Regions from separate parts of the Zea mays genome. Here region 1 is linked to region 2. A link is a contact called in public Hi-C data. All regions are on one chromosome and are shown on one strand. Each heading gives the region's core, a stretch centred on a gene start, on an enhancer-like site or on the middle of the called end of the contact. The rest is flanking DNA. Distances are from core to core; before and after follow the strand shown. Region 1 holds the start of LOC100285832 (26S proteasome non-ATPase regulatory subunit 13). Region 2 holds the start of LOC101027199 (putative inactive poly [ADP-ribose] polymerase SRO1).

Region 1 (5,491 bases), core at 1,824-4,323, 740 kb after region 2:
ACTCCATATCAACAATCTCAAAAATGAATTCTTTTGTCCTTGTATTATTAACATAACCAAAGGTGACGGGCATAGCCAACATTTCTAATGCCATTACCTGCTATCCTCCAAAGCCACAGAGGGGAAAATCTAATTCCTGAATCTTATCTTAGGCTCTTGTATTTGCTTGAAAGACTTGGCAAATATAATATCTGTTGCGCTACCTGTGTTGACTAGAATATTGTGTACTACAAAGCCTTTGATGACACAAGAGATAACCACAACATCTCTATGTGGATAATCTTTGAGATGAAGATCCTCTTGAGAAAAGGTGATGGGGATATGAGACCATTTGGACTTGATGTAGGGTTCTTGGACACCTACGTGTTGCACCCTTATTTGGCCCTCTTCCTTTTGCTTTTTGTTGCTAGGTTCGAAGCTCGAGCCTCTAGTTATGGGGAGCGCAAGCTTCTCTAGGGATGCTAACGAAGCTTGCTGGCCTACCATGCTATTTGTCGTGATTTGGGCTGCTGTTATCGTGAATTCACTAGAGGTGGGTGCCAATGTTGGATACTTGATTTCAATCCCCTAAAGGCATTGAAAATCAAGGCAACACAAGTTAATTATGTAAACATTCGTCCTTGTTTTTGTGGCGCTTGCCACGCTTAGGTTATCTTGGCGATGAGAAGTCCAGGTCTGAGATATTGGACAACCAAGGCCCGTAGCGTGGCAACAGTCGGCATATGCTATGGAGTTGGTGGTGGTGTTGTGTCGCCTTGGCGGGTCCAGGTCTAGGAAGGCACTCGCATTCTCTCGCCCTTCTCAGGCTAATGCCTGGTGCGGGTGCCTCTCGGTTTGGAGCTGCTCCGGCTGGGCTTCTTTCTCTGCTTGTGTGCTCTCTCCCTATATGTATCTAGCAGTATACTACTTATGTCGCCTCCAGATGCTCAGGTCTTCGTCGTGTCCTTCTCTGGCAACGAACATGTATGCTCGTCTCTTCCCTTCCCTTCCTTCTCTACAAAACCTTGGAAGTGGGGAGGCGAGGGATGGGGGTCCCTGATTTGCTGCCTATGGACCTGTTTGATGGCTCGGCATCACCAGTCTACATGGCCTTTCCCTTACCACAGTGTCGACTCAGTATGCTTCTACCGCTTCTATGTACCTGTCACCCATCCTTCTGTCATTGCAAAAATTATTGTGTTGTTCCTCTGTTGTTTTGGGTGTTAGTTTTTTTGTTGTGCTAAGGACTAAACATAATTTGGATATGTTAATACTTTATTTATTGTCTGCACATGGTTTGTGTTCTTCTGATGCTGGCTCATGGATCCTGCAAAAATATGTGTTAGAATTTGGAGATCTATGCATGCACTACCACAGGATGCTCGTCCCTTGTGTTCTTGGCTCTTGCATGCATTAGGTCGTTTCGGAGACCACCTTGGTGCAATGGACTCCATGGTATTTGAGGTTGCTGAATTGAATGGAGCAACAATGATTTGTCACGCTAACAGTAAAAGGAAAGGTTATTTGTTGGTTTTAAACGTTAGTAATTGCTACAAAGTACCATAATTTGTATGGAGCGCATCCAATTTTTATTGATGCTTGACTTTAGCAACCACTCCATATTTTGATCTATATTTTTTATAAGTTTGAGTTCATGTGACTTATTTTAGAAACTTGAGCTCACAAACTTCCTCTTATTTGGTCTATTTATGGTGGAATTATGTCATTCTATAATTTCTGTTCGTTCAGTCAGTCGTTGTGAACTTTCTTCTAATTGCTCCCTTCATTTGCCGTGTTGTACCAAACATATTGGATGGAGTAAACAACAACATGAGTTAGTCAAATAAAAAAAATATTATGCGGAGAGCGAAGACAATGAATAAAAAATCTTGAGATCTTTTTAGTGGATAATTTACATGAGTATTGTTGTGAGCCGTTGCAACGCACGGACAACCGACTAGTAAAACCCTAAAAACACATAATAGGTTTATATAACTAAAAATTGTTACCTGCCAACTAGCAATTGAGCGTCATGACACCTACTGCCCTGCCACAAGCGATAGGTAGGGCTGGATGAAATGCTCGTGTCTCGTTAGCTCGCTCGGTTCGTGATCAGCTCGGCTCGGATCGACTCGTTTAATTTTTTTGACGAGCTGAGCTGGCATCCGAGCTCAATTCATTAACGAGCTGGCTCGGTTTGTTAACAAGCCAGCTCACGAGCTAAACGAGCTATCACATTTCAGCAAAACAAAACTATATGCATATCATTTACGTAACAATTGATGACCATGTTATATGTATGTGTGGTATCTATGACCAATGAGTAAAACTAATGATTGATGAACTATGTATATGTGTTAAATTGTTCTATGAGAATATAAGTGTGAGTTAAACTGATAAACATGTGTGCGAATAGTGAATTGATGAGTGACGAGTTGTGTTAATTTGATGATACATTGATGTGGTCTCTGAACTATGAGTATAATTATTATTTTCTATTGTTGAGCCGCTCTGTTCTGTGTTTGGTAATCTGGAACGGAGCGGCTCTGTTTTTTGTTTGGTTGCAGAGTGAACAGAACGGAGCGTGACTGTGAGAGCGGGATGGGAACGGAGCGGCTCCGTCCGGTTGATTTTTTGGAGCAGAATGATTCCGGATCTGAGGAGAATATTCACTAATTGGAGTCATTCCGTTTTAGTTACTTTGTAACCAAACAACAACAAAACTGGGACAGAACGGCTCCGTTCTACTTGGCTCTTTAACCAAACACTACCTTAACGAGTCAGCTTGAGCTGGAATGAGCCGAGCTGGCTCGATATCAGCGATAGGTGCTGTGGCGCCTAATTCTAGAGCTATAGGGACCATTTTGTATGGATCTTCTACCATTCCTTTGTCACCAAACTAGTTGTCACGTCTGTTCAGGAGCCGCAGATATTTTTAGTAGTCAAGATATAAAATTGAAATTCCATTTTTTAAATATAAACAAGTTACTTCATGCAGCAAACCGGTCAATCGGTCGTACTTGCAACAACGTAGGGGAGAGGCCCATGGGCGGAGTTTGATTTCTTGCTGGATGGGCCGCTGCCCCACGCACGCATTTGCATTGGGCTGTCCGCAGTATGGCGTCGCCTCCGACTCGTCTTGTGTTCTCCCCGTCGCTGCGTCGCAGCCGTCGTCGGGCTTCTCCTCTTTCTTGCACTTTCAGTCGAGTCCAGACCTGCGGAATATAGATCTACCAATCGACCGACCCGGATCCTTCCCTTCCGTCTGACGGCAAGTATCACCCCCTTCCCCTCTTCTCCTGCCACACCTCCGCCAGCGCTAGGGTTTTATTTTTGCATTGCTGTTGCTGGTGGTGGTTACCTTCTTCTCTCTCTCAGTCGTCTCCCTCGCAGCTGCAGTCGTCGTAGCAGATCTTATCTCAAACCCTACCGACCAACAGCTGCTTGCTCGGGACGGGAACCGGAGTTGGATTGCGATGGCGCTGCAGTACGTGGAGGCGCAGCGGCAGGCGCGCCCGGACCTCGCCGACTGGTATGCTTCCCTCGCCGACCTCTACCAGCAGAAGCTATGGCACCAGCTCACCCTCAAGCTCGACCAATTCCTACAGCTCCAGGCCGCACAGGTTCGCTTCCTTTTCCTCCTCTCTCTCTCCCCCGCCGCCTTCCTCGTCTTAGGGTCAGTTAAGGCTTTGTAGATGGCTTCGTTCATAGGGCGGATCTCGCTGCAAACCCACTCCGCCTCCTATACTTCCCCATGCTTTAGTATGATTTAAGAGTAGCGACTGGATAATTGTTGCTAGTCTAATCATGTTGAGTTACTTATGTGGGGAAATTACATACAACTCTCCAGTATTTGGTCAATTCTTTGTTGCTCATGGTTCTTAATTCAATTCTGATATACTGTGAGCTTCACCAGTTTGTGTCTTGGACCTATAAAACATTATGCATGTTATTCGAGTATCCATCTGCAGCTCCAGTTTGCTTTAATCAAACATAATTGAATTGGATACAAAAAACTTATCAATGAGTTGTTCTGGTTATTCTCATTTGAATGGTACATTTGATATCTATCATATATTACATGAGTTTTCACTGAACCAAACTTCGATGCTGGATGTATGTGCAATTGCTGAAGAACAATGATGTCGAAGGAAAACCAGAGGAGGCTGAGTTGCTTCTTTCAATTGTTTATTGCTGTGTTTAATAAAATACCAAATCTAATTATCTATATCTCATGTACCTATTGTTTTATCAAGAGTTCCTTTGTTCTCTAGTGGGCATGCTGGTCATTCTGGTTGTTTATAAGTATGCTTCTTTCAATTGTTCATTGCCATGTTTAATAAAAGGAAAAAGTCTATATAACCCCTAATGTATTCAGGGTAATCTACTTAACCTTGGACTTATAAAACTACATAAACTTTGCAAAGCCAGGCAAATAACCCCTGTGACGGTATTGTCAAGTGGCTGTGCTTAGCTGGCATTCCAAGTTAGCTATGACACTGTGGCACATTGAACCGTCTGTCAGCCTGGCTGGCTTTATGATCATCATGTCCCGGTTGGCCTGCCCCTTTGCTACGTCTGCATGCACGCTCGGCAACTACCGCTGCTTTAAGAGCATCCAAGTGCGTGGTGCCCCCTTTCGTACACAGCCTTGCGGTGGCTGCGAACAAGCGCACTGCATACTGCCCATTCTTCAAGAATCACGGCTGCCACCACTGCCTCATCCGATCCATAGCCGCCACCACTGGCTTCCTTCCCCTGATTCTATGTTTCCCTTTCTCAGCATGCTCATGCATGCATGCAAGTTGCAACCAAGGAACTAACACACATTACTAGTTTCATGCATATTTCTGCTACCCATACGTAACCGATCTTGCCTTCAAGGGACTGGTTTGCTGCACCTATCGTTTGTGAGAAGGTAAAGTGTCACTAGAGTTTATTAATGATGATGATGACAGCAAGTGGAGGGCCGAGATTCCCACAAGCATGACTGCCAGCTGTGCCCGTGAGGACTGGTCCATCTTGCAGTTCACCATGCCGACCAGTCCACAGACAAAGGTGCCGAAGACCGAGTGCACACGCCGGTGAGCATGATAGAGAAGCAAAAGTGCAGATACCTTCGGGGGTGTAGTGGATGAACCAAAACATGCTGGGGTGCATGGCGTAGAAGCAAAAGAGCACGAAGAGCGCCCCAAAGAGGAGCACCTGTAGGGACGACAGTGCGGTGCTGCTCACCTTCGAGATGGTGAAGGCGATCATGAGCAGGATCCACGCACACATGTCGTTGACGATGCCAGTGGACATGCTGCTCTATCTGCCTGAGGTCGGTGCGAGCAGCTTGATATCGGCGAGGATGCAGGCACCGGGGATGTGGTGGAGAGCTCGATGCTGAGGTGAAGGATGGATGTCTAGTGTAAGTTCTGCGTGGCGAGGTCAGCGTCCCTCTTTGACGCTGCGCTGCGGCAGTTGTGGTGCGGTAGCTAGTGCCAGGACGTGGGGCGTCCACAAGATG
Region 2 (5,752 bases), core at 2,070-4,569:
CTGCACTCTTGCTGCTCCAACAGTGGAACTCTTCTGTATATCAAGTTAGCAACAGTTGTCTCTAGTGTTACAGTACTATCTTGTTAATACCCCATGTAAAGCATCTTACCTGTGAAATACAATCAGGTGAACTAGAGTTCAACACCAGTGATAGATCAGACGAATTCTGACAGTTTTCTTGCGATACAAAGGAATCTGACACAGAAAATGCTTAGTAGTAAGAAAAATTGGGATGCCACAGATTAAGAAACAAATAAGTCAAACAAACTGAAGCCACGGTAGCTGCAGTTAGTTACCTTTGGTTTTAGAAGGCAATTTGACAGTGACTACAAACTCAGAATAGATATGACTATTCAGATTCATATCCCACACAACGTAATGCCGTGGATTTTTAAGGTCGTCTACTCCACTATCAAAATACTTATTACTAGGTTGGCACTGCTTAGATCCAGGGTGAACTATTTCTACGTTCCCCATTATTACACGGCACAACATCATACGGACAATGCCATTTTCATCAACATCAGAGTATTTCACACTGCAAAAAGTAATACAAATATTGAATTGGCAACGGTTAGAGGAAGGGAAATGAACTTGGTGAGGAAAGAGAATAACAAAATGAAACAGTATTTAGTTGTTGTTATCTATCAAAAAGTGTGTGCAAACATCTGAGTCATAGATGCAAACATAACAGAACTCAGAAAATGTGAATGGCTACGAAGCATAGATAAGAAGATACGAGAGTTAGGTGCCAGCAACACTTTAGGAAGGGGGGAGAAAAAAATCCTGACATATATGTAATAATTGATATATCAAGAACATACCAGGCATCCGAACGATTTGCTGGTGTAAGGAGAGTGCCCTCTCCATAGGCTGCACACTTATTGGGAGGCTTATCAACTTGCAAAACACCATTCAGCATCATTACATGCACAGTGCTTTTGGAGCAAGGAAGCCATGCATAACGGACATTTGCGTTTCCACGATGACATCCGGTAACCTGTACTTGCTTTTGGTGAATATGGTAACGGACTTGTCCGTGGTCATCCAATAATGGAGTCCTGTAGATTCCAATAATGTCCTTGGATTCAATAACTGAACCCATCCCCTGCAGCAACAGCTTCTCCACGGCTTCAATAGTGCGCTGAGCACGGGATACCTCACCCAGATTAGCTTGGTGTGGTAGTAGGTTACAGGCTGTAGGCAACAAAGTGCATGACTCATTTTCTCCAATAGCTTCTCCCATATCACAATATTTTTTTACAATGAAATTCTTTTCAGCCCTAGCTCTCTTAGGACTAGAAACATCTCCAATACTTGACTCAAAGTTTGAGCTTTCAGCAGAACTTTCTGATGCTCCAAACTGGTGATTCGTTTCTCGTGTCCCATTTCGCTCTTCACTAATGTACTCATGATTTCCGTTGCCAAAATCTTTCTTCATAAATAACTTCTGATCTTGTATAAATGATTCCGGGAAGTAGCACTTTTCATTTTCATCGATCCAAGCAATTGGCCTCTGAAAACCTGTCTTTGTGTCTATGAATGTCATATGGGCAAAATCCAGCAAAAATAGCTGGTTCTGATATCCTGTTTCTGTGATCATCTTTTTTGCCCTGAAGTCAGCTTGGGCCAATTTGACAATCTTTTCTGGAAAGTCTTTCCAGACAGCACCTTGGCGAAGCAAAATACGCTTAGGTGGTGCACTACTCATGAATTTCTTATAGCTCTGCAAAACCTGCTTGTTGAAGTGGCACACGATCTTTGCCTTACGGTCTTTATCAAGATGAAACCTAACAGCAGAATCATTGACAGTATGCTGATGCAATTCAGAGGTGCAGAATACGCCAGCAGCATATGCAGCGGGGCTCTCCCGCTTTCTCTTGAGACTATTTATGTTCCTTCCACATTCACCCAATACCTCTCCGTTCATCGCAGCCATTATTGCTAGCAGATATAAACACGGACCAGAGACTAATTCTTCCAGCCAAGCTAAACTCGAACAAGTCTACTATTTACACTAATCTAGTAGAGAAGCTTCTGAAGGCGTTCAACCTCATAACTGATAGGCATAAAACGAAGAAGAGTCGGATAAGAAACGAGAAAAGACAGAATGATCCTGCAAAGAGAAAATCGACAGAATGCAGTAAGATACATTTTTGCTGCATTTGAAATATATACAACAGAACAATATTGGATTACAGCAGGACACTCAGAAAAGGATTAACTATGGTATCAATTTTGCAGTAAGACCCTAGAAAAACAAATCTTAATGTTGTCACTAGCTGTTATATATTAATCATGGACAAAAGTGCACGTATCTTTTGTCATGGTGCAACAATGTCTTTCCACGCAAAATAAGTCAACCGATTGACCAAAGATGCCTAGGGTGTGCTGCAAGCATACAGACAGATACAGAGGCTTTTACTCGTATTGTTATTAGTCATGAAGGTCTGCGGCAAGAGGGAACATGGTACTTGTACTAACCTTGATGGCATAGTTATGAAATAATCTATTGAGTGATGAATTAAAACACAAAAAATTATCTTTCATGCACAAATTAGTAGTTAACCATGAATTTAACTGAACATGGAGTAAGAAAACTTGTATCTTAGACCATATCCATCGCATAGTACATGGAAGGAGAGTGAGCGACTCATCAAGTAATAAAAGTAATATCAGAATAAGGTGCATATGGTAAGATTCAGCGAAGTTCTGACAAAATTCAATCAGTTTCCCCCATGGTTAGTGATCCACACGTTCACGCAAGGATTTCACATAATTTAACAAGTAATTAAACAGGACAGCAGTCACAGGAACTTTAAAAATTGTAATTTTGAAAAGTCAACAATAATCTCAAATCTGCTTTAGCCACAACAATTTACATCTTCATAGTACATCTAACTGACATCCAGCATATCCAACATGGGAGGGCTAAAGTTTCTAGATCGAAACTACACATATATACAAGGGGATCATCTTCGGCGAGCAATCAGACAGTCAGAGGAGCAGATGCAGATCCGTCGATCGACGATGCTTACCTAGGGTTAGTAGCGGGGACGTAAGCAGGGGCGAAGGCGGACGAAGAAATTGATTGCTTCATCTCTCCCTATCCTATCCCTTTTGCTCCCCCCTAAGACTCCCCTACAGACCCCACTTTATCCTCAGGCGATAGCCGGAGGTAAGGGGAGCTTCTTCTGCTGCTTCCCTCCCCGGCGATGTTGGACAGGTTAGGGGTGAGAGCAGCACGAATCGACGGCGGCGGCGGAGCGCGAAGGTGAAGGAAGACAGGAGGTGTGCGGCGGTGGAATACTAGAATTATTGGACAGGCCGGACCGCCGGAGGAGACGAGATGAGGGCGAGGTCCACGCACGCGCCACACCTTTGCCGTGACCCCACTTGCATTATTAGCAATTGCGTTTCACCCACCGCCCTTCGTCCTCAAGCGCTCTCCGACGCATGGGCCCGGACCCACCTGGGCGCGGGTACGCGCGGCTCGAACTTGGATGCCAAGTTGCCCCGCTTGTTTCCTTGCGCCGTAAGCAAAATGCCAACGGCGTCATGCCGACGTGTGTGCATCGGACGGTTCACAAATGCGGTCAACTATCTCTGTCCCCACAGCAGCCGCATCACGGCCGTCCAGACATTGCAGATTTTTATTTTGTTTTGGTAAATTAATAAAAATCCTACTAGTTTGCGTGCGTTACCGGGCCAAAGGCGACGTGCTGATGCCGGATTCTTCTGATTTTTTCCTACGTTCATATTTGCCTTCGCAGCCAATCGGTGTTTCCAATATTATTTATGATGAGTTAGTTATTTGTACATTGCTATGTTTTATATATATATTATATAGATAAATATTGCATAAATATGTATTTACAATATTTATCTTTTGTGTAGCATAATATTCTTAATATCTATCATTTCTAAAACACAACTGCAAATGAAATGTATTGGTTAACAATTGAGTGTTATGTCCTTGGACGACGGGCTGGTTATATTTTTTGTTTCTCCACGCTCGATGTGGGGAACCCTGGCACCTAGTATCACCGCTCGCATGAGAGAGGAGATGTACGCAGGAAGATTATTGACACTTAAATATAGTAGAGATAGAATCATAGAGATAAAATATAAGTTATTGGCTGGCTAGTGGGCCAATTTATATAATTTTAGTGAGTTGCATTTGCATGTCCTGTTTCACGAATCTCGCCCACGCCATAGGGGATTTGTTGGCCGATCTAAACAACACATGCGTTCTCTAGGTGGTTTCCTACTCCATGGCTATGCAGCGGAGAAAACCATTGTTGTTCACTCGTTTTTTATTCCTTTAAGAGACAAAAAAACAAGGCAACACAATTAAATTAAGCTTCACCTTCACCCTTCATTCTGTCTATCTCGAAGGAAAGATAGAATGAAGGACTAAGATGTTGAGAGTTAACAGAAAACAAATGTTGATCATTAAGAATGAAGATGATGTAGTGTAAAGGTGAAACATATGATTCAACCTTGATGGGCAATGCTTCCTTTTTCATTTTATTCTTTAATAAAGGATTATAAATATACCTTCGGCTACTTGAAGTTACAATGCAAAGGTAAGAGAGATACAACTTCGTAGGCAGAGCAAAATAATTTTCCCTAGGCTAAAAAGCACCCATAATGTATCGCATTGTTCCTCTATTTATAGAAGCGAGGTACAATTTCAAAAAAATTACAATTATGCCCTTAAGCCTATACGTTTGTGATATGACCATGCCATTAAGCAACACATTACAACCCCCAAGTCATACTACATCAACTCAAGTACAATCAATAACATCACCAACCCAAGCCTTTGATGGACCAATTACACGTAGCCGAGCTAAGAAGCTACAGCAAGAGGTGCACGCGCTACTTTATGAATTTCAATTAAACACTAATGAGAACTTTATGCTACCTAAGTCGTGTATGTTGATATTACTTAGGTTCACCAAAGAGGAAGGACAACGTATCAAGGACGAGTCAACAAGAAGAGCTATGTCCGAGTCAGTCCAGCGCAACAGAACCGTCCAGAAGAAACAGTCATATCTTTTGATTCTCAAAAGCTATGAAGGCCCATAAGTACTTTTTAGAAAGCTCTTGAAGTCTAGTTTCCAATGCTTTTAAAGCCGACTTAATCAAATCTACCAGAAAGGCAGCCGACCTACTTTAGTGCTGACTGGTCAGAAGTTCAACAGTCTGCTTGATGACCAAGTTTTCGTATTAAACTTTATCATTCTACGAAGTTTCATTAATCATGCTATATATGGTGAGAAATTTTATCAAGTTAGCTTTCCAATGCAACCAGTCCCACGTCATTTGAAGATTCCTAGAAGAAGTTATTGTCAAAATACTGAAGGTTGCGCAGAAGTCAAACAGCCACACGGAAATCAGCTCTGCAGATCTCCCGAAGAGGCTCCTTCACATTAGCACGTGAAAATACTTTTGTTTCATGTTTATACCTCGCTAAGGCTGGTTGTTACTAGTATAAATACCCCCCTATGTCTATGATGTAAGGCAGCTTATGAGAATCTAAAACAGAACCCCTTTGTTCAGCTGTGTGCTAACAAATATTGAGAGTGATCTCTACCCCTTTGCTCTTGTGAATTCCTTCGCGGGATTGCAGAAGCGGCGGCTTCATCCGCTCCCAATTGGTGCTCCTACTCCCTTTGAGGTCTCCTCGATTGATTGTAGGTTGTGTTGGTTGGTTCTTTGAGAGTGTGGTTGGGCGAATCCTCGA

The links. A called contact is a pair of places that touch in the nucleus more often than the background predicts.
Region 1: a contact with region 2 is called in a Hi-C map of tassel, with 2.9 times the contacts expected there. The contact joins the promoter of LOC100285832 here to the promoter of LOC101027199 in region 2. A contact is called at or near these places in 2 of 25 Hi-C or Micro-C datasets (ear and tassel).

Annotation. Positions count from the first base shown.
Region 1 is chr5:46,972,282-46,977,772 of Zm-B73-REFERENCE-NAM-5.0, forward strand. It overlaps LOC100285832 (26S proteasome non-ATPase regulatory subunit 13), which reads left to right and starts at 3,074. Exons shown (of 7, transcript NM_001158722.1): 1 at 3,074-3,250; 2 at 3,379-3,602. The coding sequence starts at 3,456.
Region 2 is chr5:46,227,833-46,233,584 of Zm-B73-REFERENCE-NAM-5.0, forward strand. It overlaps LOC101027199 (putative inactive poly [ADP-ribose] polymerase SRO1), which reads right to left and starts at 3,320. Exons shown (of 7, transcript NM_001346074.1): 1 at 3,039-3,320; 2 at 825-2,116; 3 at 297-538; 4 at 110-195. The coding sequence starts at 1,939.